Linked DNA regions of Capra hircus: region 1 is linked to region 2. Evidence: chromatin contacts called from public Hi-C data. All regions are on one chromosome and are shown on one strand. The core of a region is the stretch at or near the end of the contact, and the rest is flanking DNA. Distances in the headings are between cores, read along the strand shown. Region 1 overlaps CSF2RB (cytokine receptor common subunit beta). Region 2 overlaps NCF4 (neutrophil cytosol factor 4).

Region 1 (6,002 bases), core at 167-2,666, 76 kb after region 2:
CTCAGATGTCACCTTCTCCAAGAGGTCTTCCCTACCTCTTTTACTTCAAATTGTATCCCCAGGCCAGCCCTTCTGGCCTGCTCACACCTCTTTCCTTCCTGACTTGTCTATGTACGCTTCTCTCCATTTGACATGTGACATCATTCCTTCATTGCTTTGTGTATGTCTGCCTCTATTAGGATGTCTGCACTGTAGACAGGGATTTGCATGTGTTTTGTTTCCTGCCAGGCTCCCTGGTACTAAACAAAGCCTTACACGTAGGAACCACCCGTTAATATTTGTGAGCGAGTGATTCTTCTCTCTCGGCTAACCTTATCCTCTCCTGGCAGGGACCATCCACAGCGAGTGTCCTGCAATCTTAGTGACGACAAGCCCTGGTTAAACAGCCCTTGTCCTGGCTGTGTACCCAGAAAATGTGTTATTCCTTACCGAAACTTTGTCCTTGCCGACTATGACTACTTCTCATTCCAACCGGACCAGCCTCTGGTCACTGAGCTCACCGTTAATCTGAGTCAGCATGGTAAGGCCTGGGGTCCCTGGCCAAGCGTAGTCCCCTGTGAGGACAGAGAACCCTGGAGTGCCCACAAGTGCCTGGCCTACTTGGGGAGGCAGATGTGGAAACATCTAATCCTCCAGGGTTGTCAGGACCATACAAAGGATGTGGTGGGCCAGGAAAAGGAACAAGGGATTCTGCCTTGGGGAGAGGACCCAAGAAGTTTCCAGAGAAGGATACACATCTGCTGGGTACTGAGAGGTGCAGGATGACCCTGGGCAGAGGAACTAGTTAAGTGTGGCCTGAAGAGGGAGTTACAGGAGTCACAGTGCCCTCTGCTGGTGGCCACACAGGCCACCTCGTGGACCGTGGGGACAGAAGGAAGCTAGCTCCCTCTGGAGTTTAATTTGAGCACCTTTTATGGAGTCTATGTTCTGAGGCCTAGGAATCTGCACAGCTTCATTCATGTTCACGCTGAATCCCCACGATTTAGCGGAAGGCAGTCTGAGGTCCATGGAGAAGAGGGGTCTGTCCAAGGTCACTCAGCCAGTGGGAGCAGTGCCTGGCCTGGGACCCAGGCCTATCCACACATGGGCCACAGAGGACCTTCACCTCCCACACAGTCATCCAGCCCCTTAGGGACCCTTTCCTTCCTGTCCCTCCAGTGCAGCCCCCCACACCCAAGGACCTCAGCGTCACGACTACCAGGGAGAGTCTCCTGCTGTCCTGGAGGATAGCCCATGAGGGTTTCCAGAGCCACTGGCTATCCAGCCTGGAGTTTGAGGTGGCCTACAAGCGGCTTCAGGACTCCTGGGAGGTAGGGAGCCCACCAACTGTGCCCCAAACCCACAGGTACCCGGCCCAGCCGGCCCTGCTCAAACAGCCCCTCTCCCCTCCAGGATGCCCACACCATCCACTCCACGTCCCCCCAGGCCATCTTGGAGCTAAAGTACCTCCTGCCCAGCAGCACCTACGTGGCCCGAGTGTGCACCAGGCTGGCCCCAGGCTCGGGGCTCTCAGGACGACCCAGCCAGTGGAGCCAGGAGGTTTCCTGGAACTCCCAGCCAGGTGACAGAGTTGGGACAATGCTCCCTTGTGGAGAGGGGAGCTCATTACAGCTCCAGGACAGGCGTCCACTGTCCACACAAGAGGATCCTTGGGTGCTCTGTGTTCAGCGTGGCTTCCTTGGACCCACCCCATCCCTACTGTGACTCTGCAGAGGCAGCGGCTGCATCTGACTCACCCCCAGGCCCCAGTTTGCTGTCCACGTTCTGTGGAGGAATAATTACAATTTAATCACAATGGCATATGGGCAGCTGTGTTTTCATGAGGGCTGCACGACATGTGGACACACCAACACAACGGTGTTATTTAATAAATCCCCAAACCCCGAGGCTGAGAGGTCCTCCCCATTTTGCACAAGGGGTGTGAAGTTTCACAGAATTCACCCTCTGACCTGAGGTCACACGGCTGGCATGTCAGGCTGAGTTTAACCCCTGATGTTTTTAGCCCCACAATCTCTCTGTGACGAGTCTCATGGTAAGCCCACTGAAGGCTAGGAATGAATGAATGAGGACTGAAGGAGGGTTTGTTCTCCCTCCCAGGGGATAAGGCCCAGCCTCAGAACCTGCAGTGCTTCTTTGACGGGGCCGCCCTGCTTACTTGCACCTGGGAAGTGAGGTCCGAGGTAACCCGCTCTGTCTCCTTCACCCTCTTCTACAAGACCGGCCCTGATGCACGGTGAGTGTTCCCTGCCTCTGTCCCCTCCCCGCCTCTAAGCCTCACCCTCTCCAGGCCTCCTCCTGCCCCTGGAGCCCAGCAGAAGCCACAGCTCCCCCTGAGGTCTCACCCCTCACATAGCCCTGCCTCCCCCTGCCCTGACCTCTGCCGTGATCCTCAGGGAGGAAGAATGTTCTCCTGTGCAGAAGGAGACTGGCAGTCCCTATATCCGGCACCGATGCCAGATTCCTGTGCCTGACCCCAGGAACTACAGCCAGTACCTCGTCTCTGTTCGACCAAAGATGGAAGAGAAACTTATAAAGAGCTCAGACAACAGTGAGTTTGCCCCTAGCCTTCTGTGTGGAGCATCTCCCAACAGCACTGTTCCGTTCCTCATGGTCCGGACTTCATGTGTGTTTGTCAGTTTCAATGAAATACCCCAGGGAGCCAAATGGAACAAAAATGATTCCAGTCTATCCTGGAAGTTCTCAAGAAGCAATAATGCAACAATGACAAATAACATGAAGGAAGATGCAACTGATATTCCTCAAGAATATCAGTATTAAAACACCTTTGATCTCAGTCTTTTAGCTCTATCTGCCCTGGTGGCTCAGATGGTTAAGAATCTGCCTGCAAAGCAGGAAACCCCGGTTCAGTCCCTGTGTTGGGAAGATCCTCCGGAGAATGGAATGGCTACTAACTCCAGTGTTCTTGCCAGGAGAATTCCATGGACAGAGAAGCCTGGTGGGCTATAGTCCATGGGGTCACAAAGAGTCAGACATGACTGAGCTACTAACACTTTCACTTTATTTTCCCCTCCAACTTCTCAGTTGCTCAAAAGTTCCTACTTCTGCCCATGACCTCCTGGTCTTCCCACCGATTTTTCCTTTTCTTTCCCAGATTGGATTTTTCTTTTTTAAGTTTCCAAAGTCCTCCCCAGATTGATATTTTCAGAGTTAATAATAATTCATCTGTGATTTACTTCTTATGTTGGGTGCTGATGCTGCTAAGTCACTTCAGTCATGTCCAACTCTGTGCGACCCCATAGACGGCAGCCCGCCAGGCTCCCCCGTCCCTAGGATTCTCTAGGCAAGAACACTGGAATGGCTTGCCATTTCCTTCTCCAATGCATGAAAGTGAAAAGTGAAAGTGAAGTCGCTCAGTCATGTCCAACCCTCAGCGACCCCATGGACTGCAGCCTTCCAGGCTCCTCCGTCCCTGGGATTTTCCAGGCAAGAGTACTGGAGTGGGCTGCCATACCAGGGAGTATGCAAATGGACTGTGGTTCCTTGCAGGCTAAGCTCCCCAGTTCCTGTTACACAGAGAGGACCTCATGCAGAGGAAACTCCTGCATTGCTTCTCAATAATCAAGTTCTTCTTCCCAATCTCTAGTGTGTGTCAGGGACAGCAGCTGATTTGTCTTAGTTACCTGGGTTTAAATCCACTACTTATTGTTTGGGATCTTCCATGCAATCTTTGTCTCTACCACTTGATAGCTGCCTGTCCTTGGAAAGTTACCTAATCATTGTGGGGCTCAATTGTCTGAAAAGTGGACAGATTCAGAGTACTTACTACATCCAGTTGTTATAACTGAGTGAAATTATTCATATAAATTTAGCATGTATAATAATGCTTAGAACAGTGTCAATACTCTAGGTTAGAATAAATTAACAGTACATTTATTTCTATTTAAATACTAGGGGTAACCCATTCTTTTGGTCACCTCACCACAAAACAAGTGTATATTAACATCTCCCAAGAGAAGGGCATTTCAGGTCAAAATAGATGACATGGTGAAACCAGGGTGCAAAGACCCTAAGATGGGCGGGATCTGGGGTCCTGGGTTAATGGAGAGAGCACCTGTGATGAGCACGGAACACAAGAAATGTTCCACTGGAGGAATATTAGAAACAATAGGCCTTAAAAGTTTTCCTCCCTCCAGTCCAGATGGCTCCCCCAACCCTCAACGTGACCAAGGGCAGAGATGGCTACATCCTGCACTGGAAAGAAGAAAAAATGAGCTACTCACACATAGCTTGCATCTTCCAGGTCCAGTACAAGAAAGAAGGAGCCTCATGGGAGGTGAGAGCCTGTGTCCCAGGAGGGGCCTGGAGGGGAGGAAAGGGCAGTGAGACAACACTTGGGAAAATGTCACCTGCCGGATACCTGGCTCCCAGCACATGACCAGCCTCAGAGAGCCACTGGGACTTGGCGGTCACTCCAAGAGTCTCATTGTCTCTTCCTTTGGTGAAGGAACTGAGACTCACAGAGATGATGTGAACTTGGCCAAAATGTACACATGACCCTGAGTTGCAAAGGGGGCATAGACATCAGGAGGGGGAGAGCTGAGAGGCAGCTGGAGGATGGGTTTTCAAAAGTCACAATAAGGTGACACTTCTTCATAAGAATCTCATCCAGAATGCAAATGTGCAGTTGCTAAGAGCAGAGCAGCTCCTGGGGAGGCCGGCAGGGCCTCAGCCCAGGGCTCAGTATCTTGCCCCGGCCCTCAGGCAGCCGCTGGGGCCTGTGGACAGAACCTGGGACACCACAGAGGGCAGACCAGAAACCTCAGAGCCAGCCCCAGAATTTTCGGCTAGAAATGGGGAAACTGAAGCCAGGAGGAAGTGGGTTAGTGGTGGAGCTGGGAGTGGTCCTTGGGCTCCTGAACATCTGTTTGATGGTCCAGGTTTCGATCACCCTGCACCACACTCCAAGGGAGACCATATCTGGGGTCCAGGCTGCCCCAAGGTGAGCTGGGAGGGTGAGCGGGGCATGATGGCTCCTCAGGGTTTCTGCACCCCGATGTTGTCATGTGTGCCAGGAGTTCAGTACAAGAGGTGCTCCCTGGTCCTGTCCCTCTGGAGTGCAGTCCTCCGTGGTGAGAGTGATGCTGCTCAGATCTGCGGATGTGACTGCAAGCTGGGAACTGATGGGTAGCAGGAAGGCTGGGGTGCTGAGGCGGGAGGGTTTCGTAGCTGTGCCCACGCACCCCAGACCTCAAGACTCCTGCTCACACACCTGCCCCTGCAGGACACCAAGACAGAGGACTTCCAGAATGCCCACACCATGTCGCTGCCACCTCTGGAGCCCGCCAGCCGGTACCAGGCCAGAGTGAGAGTAAAACCCGACCCAGGGAACTACGATGGGATCTGGAGCGAGTGGAGTGAGGCAAGGTCCTGGGACACCGACTGGGGTAGGTCTGCCACGCCCCGCCTCACCCCTCCTGGCACAGCCCCGCTGGGCAGAGGACAGGGAGGATATGAACACAGAGACGTAACCCCACCCCAGAATAGCATCCTTCCCTCCCAGGCATCATTAGGGATTAGAAAATTACACCTCCTGGTGTGCAATGCAGACTGCAGGCAAGGTCTCCAGAGGACAGAGGAGAGAGCATGTTTCACCAACAGGTCTCCCTGAGACTGAACCTTAGCCTTCTGTTAATATGGCCCAGGCTTCTACTGGCTTCCCAGGTGGAGCAAGGGTAAAGAATTCACCTCTGCTGCCAATGCAGGAGGCACAAGAGATACGGGTTTGATCCCTAGGTCAGGAAGATCTCTTGGAATAGGAAATAACAATTTGCTCCAGTATTCTTGCCTAGGAAATTCCATGGACAGAGGAGCCTGACAGGCTATAGTCAATGGGTTCACACAGAGTCAGACATGACTGAGAGCACACACACACACACACACACACACACACACACACACACACACACAGAGGCATGCTTTCATTAGCCTTTGTGGAAGCTACTACCCAGGGACCACTCCAGCCTGAGGAACTACAGACTGGG
Region 2 (5,955 bases), core at 1,653-4,152:
CCACTGGGCAGCAGCCTGGCTCCACCTCCAGCCCCTGAGCCTGTCCTGCTGGTGCCCACTATGTGCCTAGGATGGGGGTTGGGTACAGGGCAGGTGGGGAGGGGAGGGAAAGGCCCACAGCCTCAGCCTCAGACACCTCAGAACCCCCAGCCAGAAGAGCGGAGGGCCTGTGATGAGCACACAGAGGCAGAGGGTACCAGCCAGCCAGCATTCATTCAGCAAGCTCAGCCCCGCCTTGGATACCAAAGCTTCAGAGGTGACTTAGACCAGGCCCTGTCCTCGAGGAGTTCACTGCTCCCCAGGGACACACTCTTAAACATGGGCATTTCAAAACCAATGTGGTCAATGCCCTGGGGACTATGGGTGTACAGGAGTCCCCAGTGAGGCCTGGGAGATGAGGAAGTTACCAAGTCCGGGGAGTTTGAACCCTTCCCTCTCTTGCTCATGCCCCCAGGCTTGGAAAGAGCACCTGCTCTGGAGTCAGGGAGACCTGGGTTCTAAACCTGGCTTCTCCCTAACAAATAGAGTGGAGCATCAGAAAGTCACTCATCCTCCCTGAGCCTCAGGTTCCTCATCTGTTAAATGCGACACTGAAGAATGTAAAGCACTGTGGTAGGAACTTGGTGAATGTTTCCTCCCTCCTTCCTTACCATTTTCTTCTCCCAGGCCCTGTTTGATTTCACTGGGAACAGCAAACATGAGCTGAATTTCAAAGTTGGAGATGTGATCTTCCTTCTCAGTCGGATCAATAAAGATTGGCTGGAGGTAAGTCTGGAAGTGAGCATGGAGGTGAGACTGAAGATGAGGAGGAAGTGAGGTTGCAGGTAAGTTGGAGGTGAAGTCGTTTTGATTCTGTGAGGGATCAGAGAAAGAGGAAGGATCTGAGACGGCCCCAGGGAAAAAATGCTGTCCAAAGGTGTAGATCGGGGAAGCCTGAGGAAATATTGTGTATGTGACTGAAGCAGAAGATTCTGGCACCTACACTTGCCTCTGACCCCATCAGTGGTCACATTAGAAAGTCAGTTAACCCTCTGAGTTTCATTTCTTGTTCTGTAACAGGGTCTCTCAGCCTGTTCACTCTGACACGTGGGAGCAGGCAGTTCTCTGTTGGGGTGCACCCCTGTGCACTGTGGGGTGTTTAATGGTGACCTTGGCATCCATCTGTTAGATGCCAGTAGCACCCCTCCAGCTGCAGCAGTCAAGTGTGTCCCCAGACCTCTGGCCCCAGAAGGCAGAATCACGCCCAGTGGAGACGTGCTGTTTGTAATCGGGTAAAGTTACTCACCACTCAGGGAGCGAGTGAAAGTGAGGTGGGAGACTCACTTGAACTCCAGCGTCTGACGTCACATCCTAGCTGTTTTTAGCTAGCTTTGTGACTTTGGGAAACTTACTCAACCGCGTGATTTCCTCTCCCGTAAATGGAGATAACCCTGGCTGTTTCTTCATAGGTTTCTGGGAAGGGTTGAAGGAGACGCAGATGTTCAGGGCTCGGCCTATATAGAGCCTGGGTGTGTGGCATCTTGACCACGCTTTGTCCCTGCCAGCAGCAAGCATGGTCCTTACAGAGGCTCAGAGCACAACTGAAGATGGAGCGGGTATCACCGAGTGGGAAGTCCTGGCCTCGTGCAGCCTTTTGGATTAAGTCCTCTTGTTATGAAAGACTCTCTTTTCTCAGGGCTCCTGAAGCGGTGCGTGAAGGAGCTTATGGAACAGGTCCCGAGGCAGGGCCAGCTGCCAGGGGTCTGGGAACCATTGAGGGAAGGGGACGGTCCCTGGCACCCAGGGGCTGGAGAGGAGTATGGGCCAACTGTTCATCTCACAACTTGGTTTGATTTTTTTACCCCAGTCCCGCAGCTCTGTCTCAGGTACTCACGAGCTCTGACAGCTGAAGGGTATTGCTGGGTCATTCTCCAGAAACAGGAAATGTTTGTTGACTTCTTGTTTTCTGAAGGTTCTGTGGGTCAGTATGCTAACTGACTTCTGGCTTCAGATGGATAGGAGGGTTAGGGGAAGAGCAAGGGTACTACCTCAGCCTCAGTTTATATGTCTGTAAAAGAGGCTGGAACAGTATGTCTTCCATAGGGTTATGAAGATTAAGAGAACAGGGGACAAAGCACAGCGATGGCTAGGTCTTGGCTGGATTTAGCAGAGAGGCCTGGCTGGAGGGAGAATTCTGGTTGTTTGGTCTAGAGCAGGTGGTGTCCATGGATGGATGGATGAATGAACGGGCCCCGACTCTCACCCCTCTCCCTCCCCTATCCCGTTTTCCTCCTGGACACCTACCACCATACGACTGCTCGTAAATTTCACCTGTTTACCTGTGCCTTGTCTGGAGCACAGTGGAAGCTCCAGGGGGGAGGGCAGGGATTTCCATCCCTTCTGAGTACCCAGAGCCTACCCCTTAGTTGGCACTCAAGAAATAGCCAAATGAATGACTGAGTGAGGGAATAAATGAATGAGATGAAAGCAGGTTTCCAGATAAATTCAGGTCTTGACTTGTTCAAAAACGTATTTCTTGGGGTGAACAGCTTGGTGACCTTGCCCACTTTTTCTCTTTCTTCTGCATAAGGGGACCCAGACCTTGTCTGCCTTTCCCCATCATTATAAACGGGCAGGACCCCGAGGCATGGCCCTGCTGCCTCTCCCAGCACCCACAGGGCAGTGTCTTCTTTCTTCCCTCAGGGCACTGTCCGGGGAACCACAGGCATCTTCCCAGTGTCCTTTGTGAAGATCCTCAAGGACTTCCCAGAGGAGGAAGACCCCACCAACTGGCTACGCTGCTACTACTACGAGGACACCATCAGCACCATCAAGTTGGTGGCCCGCTGGGAGGGAGGGATCTGTCCAGCTTCCCCGGCCCTCCCCAACCCCATCCCACCCCTGGGCTCCAAGACCCAAACCAGATCACATGTTCCCCGACCAAACACACACACCTGAAAACCCGCAGTGGCTCCCACCATCCTCCAGATAAGTCATACCCCGTCACAAGACTTCCAGTGTGACCTGGCCAGCCTCGTTCCCTTGTCCCCCTCCTGGCCGGCTGCCTCCTTACTCCTGCCCACTCTCTCCTTAGGGACATTGCAGTGGAGGAGGACCTCAGCAGCACCCCTCTCTTCAAGGACTTGCTGGAGCTCATGAGGTGAGGGGCTAGGGTGGGAGTTTTGAGGGGCATCAGACACCCTGCAGCAGAGAACAGAGGGAGGAACACGGCACATTCAAGGACTGGGCGTTTTGTGTCTATTTCACCTTTTTGTTTTATCCACAGCCCAGCCCTGCAGGCTGGGTATCAGCTCACCACATTAGAGATGAGGGGGGAGGGGTGCTGCAGAGAGGTAAAGGGGCTTGCGGTTTGTGGGCCTGGATTTGCTGAAGTTTTTCCAAGTCAAAACCTTGGACTTGAACCCTCCTCCATCAGGGAACCACCACCTCCCAAGACCCAGTTATGAACAGTTGCATTACAGAATGGAAATAGCATTGTCATATTCCTGACTGTAAAAGTAATATCTATTCATTACTTTTTAAAAAGAATGTCAGAAGTCATGGAAAAGTATAAAGAAGTGAAATCACCTCATTTTTACTCCTCTCATTATCTGATGTGCATTCATATTTCTTCAGCTCACACCCCACCTGCACCCCACTCTCCATAATTTTATTATTTAGTTGGCTTCAGAGCATTGTTCTGTGGCTGCACCATAACTAAAGCAGCTATCCCCTTTTGTTGGCATTTAAGTTATCTTCCACTTTTTCACTATACTACTGTGAATAGTGCTGTGATTCGTCTATTTGATGTCTTGCCTGATTATTTCCTTAGGATGACTTTCTAGAAGTGAGGTTTGGGGATCAAGGTGTTTGCAAGTCAGATAGAGCTCCTGACTCATTTTGTCAGATTTACCAGTGGAAAGTCTGAATGGCTGTTCACCCGTCTGCCTGTACCCAGATCAGACACTTCCAGTCCTTCATGAGTTCTTTGTGGCCACACACAGGGCTGTCTCAGGACCTTTATCCTCCTCTACTCTGTGCTCAATAAAACCCACTTCTCTTCCCTATGACAGTTCTTAAGTCTTCAGCGCACTATGAGACATTTCAAGCTATTCCATGAATTTATTGTGAAAGTCCCAGTTTCCCCTGGAGGTCTCAGTTTCCCCATCTGTACAATGGGAGATTGGACCACTCGGATGATAGAACCAGTGTCCGTCTCTGACCTCTTCCAATTCTTAGATCCCGGCCCTAAATCTCCCTTCATCCCCTCTCCCTGCTCCCACACCTAGGCCTAAAGGCTACTGGACCTTTCCCGAACCCTGATCTCTCCCATCCAGGAGGGAGTTCCAGAGAGAGGACATCGCCCTCAACTACCAGGATGCTGAGGGGGACCTGGTTCGGCTGCTGTCGGATGAGGATGTGAGGCTCATGGTGAAGCGGGCCCGAGGTCTCCCCTCCCAGAGGCGTCTCTTCCCCTGGAAGCTGCATGTCACCCAGGAGGACAACTACAAGGTCTACAATACGGTCCCCTGAGCCAGTGGTGTCCCTGGGGCAGTGAGGGGACTCCTGGCAAAGATCTCTCTGAGGGGATTAGGACCAAGAAAGACTGGGCGTGTGGGACAGACTTCCTGGTTCTGAGTTGGACAGACCTGCTGACCTTGGCTTGTACATTTGGTCTCTGAATTAAATAAACCATTTCATCTCAAAGGAGCAGGCTGAGGAAGAGAATGTCTTTGGAAGAAAGAGGAGAGGAAGTAAAAACCCATTCATGAGTATCACTGAGGGATCATTTATATACAGAAGTGGGCCCTGGCTTTGAGCCTCTAATTCAGCCACCTGTTTCCTCACCTTGTCCCCTTGTGTGGTGAAACCCAGTGACACTCCTGTCCCTTCTGGTCACTCCCTTTTAAACCCTTTCCTAGGAGTAACCACTTGCCTCATGGAAGTCATCTTTCCCTGGGTACCCTCAGGGTCAGGCCAACACCAAGCCCTCTGTGTGACCAAGGTCAGGGGCTTCCTCTGCCCTCTTATTCCTGCTACTCTGCAGAAGGGCAGAGACCTGAGTTGTGGTGTTGGTGGTCTTCATTGTAAGTAAGGGGTGAAGGGAGGGTGGACTCTGGCCCCCCTGGGGAGGAAGAAGAAGCAGAATGGCAGGATCTCCCTCTGTGAGCTGAAGCCTTTTCTCTCCTAAGCAGACAAAATGTCAGTAGGTATCACCTTCAGTAAGACTGCAGGAGGGGCTTGGCAGATGCCTCTTCTCAGTGAAACAAACATTTAACTGATTAAAAAGTACTAAAAACCAACCATTGAAAGTTTAGAGGCCCTACTGCTGCAGCACAATGAGACCCTAGATAGCACACGCTCTTTGAAGAATCATGAGCCTAAGAAGAAGCAGTGGGTTCTCCAATGATCCTCCCATACCACTACCCACCCCTGCTGAAAAAAAAAAAAATCCCATGATAAGACCTGGGGTCAGAACCCAGAGACTCTGGGAGGTTGTTCTGGAATGCAGAAGCAGTGCTACTGTTAGAATGCTGAGGCCCAGGGAGGCCATGGCATAAAGAGCATGGACCAGGGGCTCTTGTGCTAGATCAAGGCCTAGGGGTAAAGGATGAGGTGATTCCGAGAGAGTGGTATCCCTGCCTCTAAGCAGAAAAAAGTCCCCTCTGGAGTGATGTGTTCCCAGTTAGGCTGACTGGAGCCACTTGAATTAAAATGCAATAAAATCTCCTAGTCAAAGATCACTGAATCTCTGTGAGTGACAATAGGCAGTGAGAATAAATGATAGCTTTAGACTCCCAGGGTCTGCAGATTATTGAACTCCATGGCTAAAGTGTTCAAAGAAATAAAGGATGAAATCATAAAAATGAACAACCTAAAGTGAATGACCAGGCAGATTTGCAAAAGAAAAATGGTGTATGTATGGGTGTATGTGTGTGTACATCTGTTGAGGCAGAAAAGACAGTGAATGCGTTA

Evidence for each region. Hi-C and Micro-C count contacts between places; a contact is called where the count stands out from the background.
Region 1: a Hi-C map of blood shows a contact between it and region 2, with 3 times the contacts expected there. The contact joins two enhancer-like sites. A contact is called at or near these places in 4 of 5 Hi-C or Micro-C datasets (blood and liver).

Annotation. Positions count from the first base shown.
Region 1 is chr5:74,036,130-74,042,131 of ARS1.2, forward strand. CSF2RB (cytokine receptor common subunit beta) reads left to right here. Exons shown (of 14, transcript XM_005680669.3): 4 at 330-520; 5 at 1,159-1,310; 6 at 1,393-1,561; 7 at 2,098-2,233; 8 at 2,394-2,548; 9 at 4,155-4,294; 10 at 5,243-5,405. Among named protein-coding and RNA genes, the nearest start is that of CSF2RB, 15 kb to the left of the region's middle. Within about 2 kb of position 1,417, at least 1 of the 5 cell types and tissues checked has an H3K27ac peak or open chromatin away from gene starts, as enhancers often do.
Region 2 is chr5:73,958,674-73,964,628 of ARS1.2, forward strand. NCF4 (neutrophil cytosol factor 4) reads left to right here. Exons shown (of 10, transcript XM_005680667.3): 7 at 667-765; 8 at 2,683-2,813; 9 at 3,074-3,139; 10 at 4,317-4,754. The coding sequence ends at 4,512. Among named protein-coding and RNA genes, the nearest start is that of NCF4, 16 kb to the left of the region's middle. Within about 2 kb of position 2,903, at least 1 of the 5 cell types and tissues checked has an H3K27ac peak or open chromatin away from gene starts, as enhancers often do.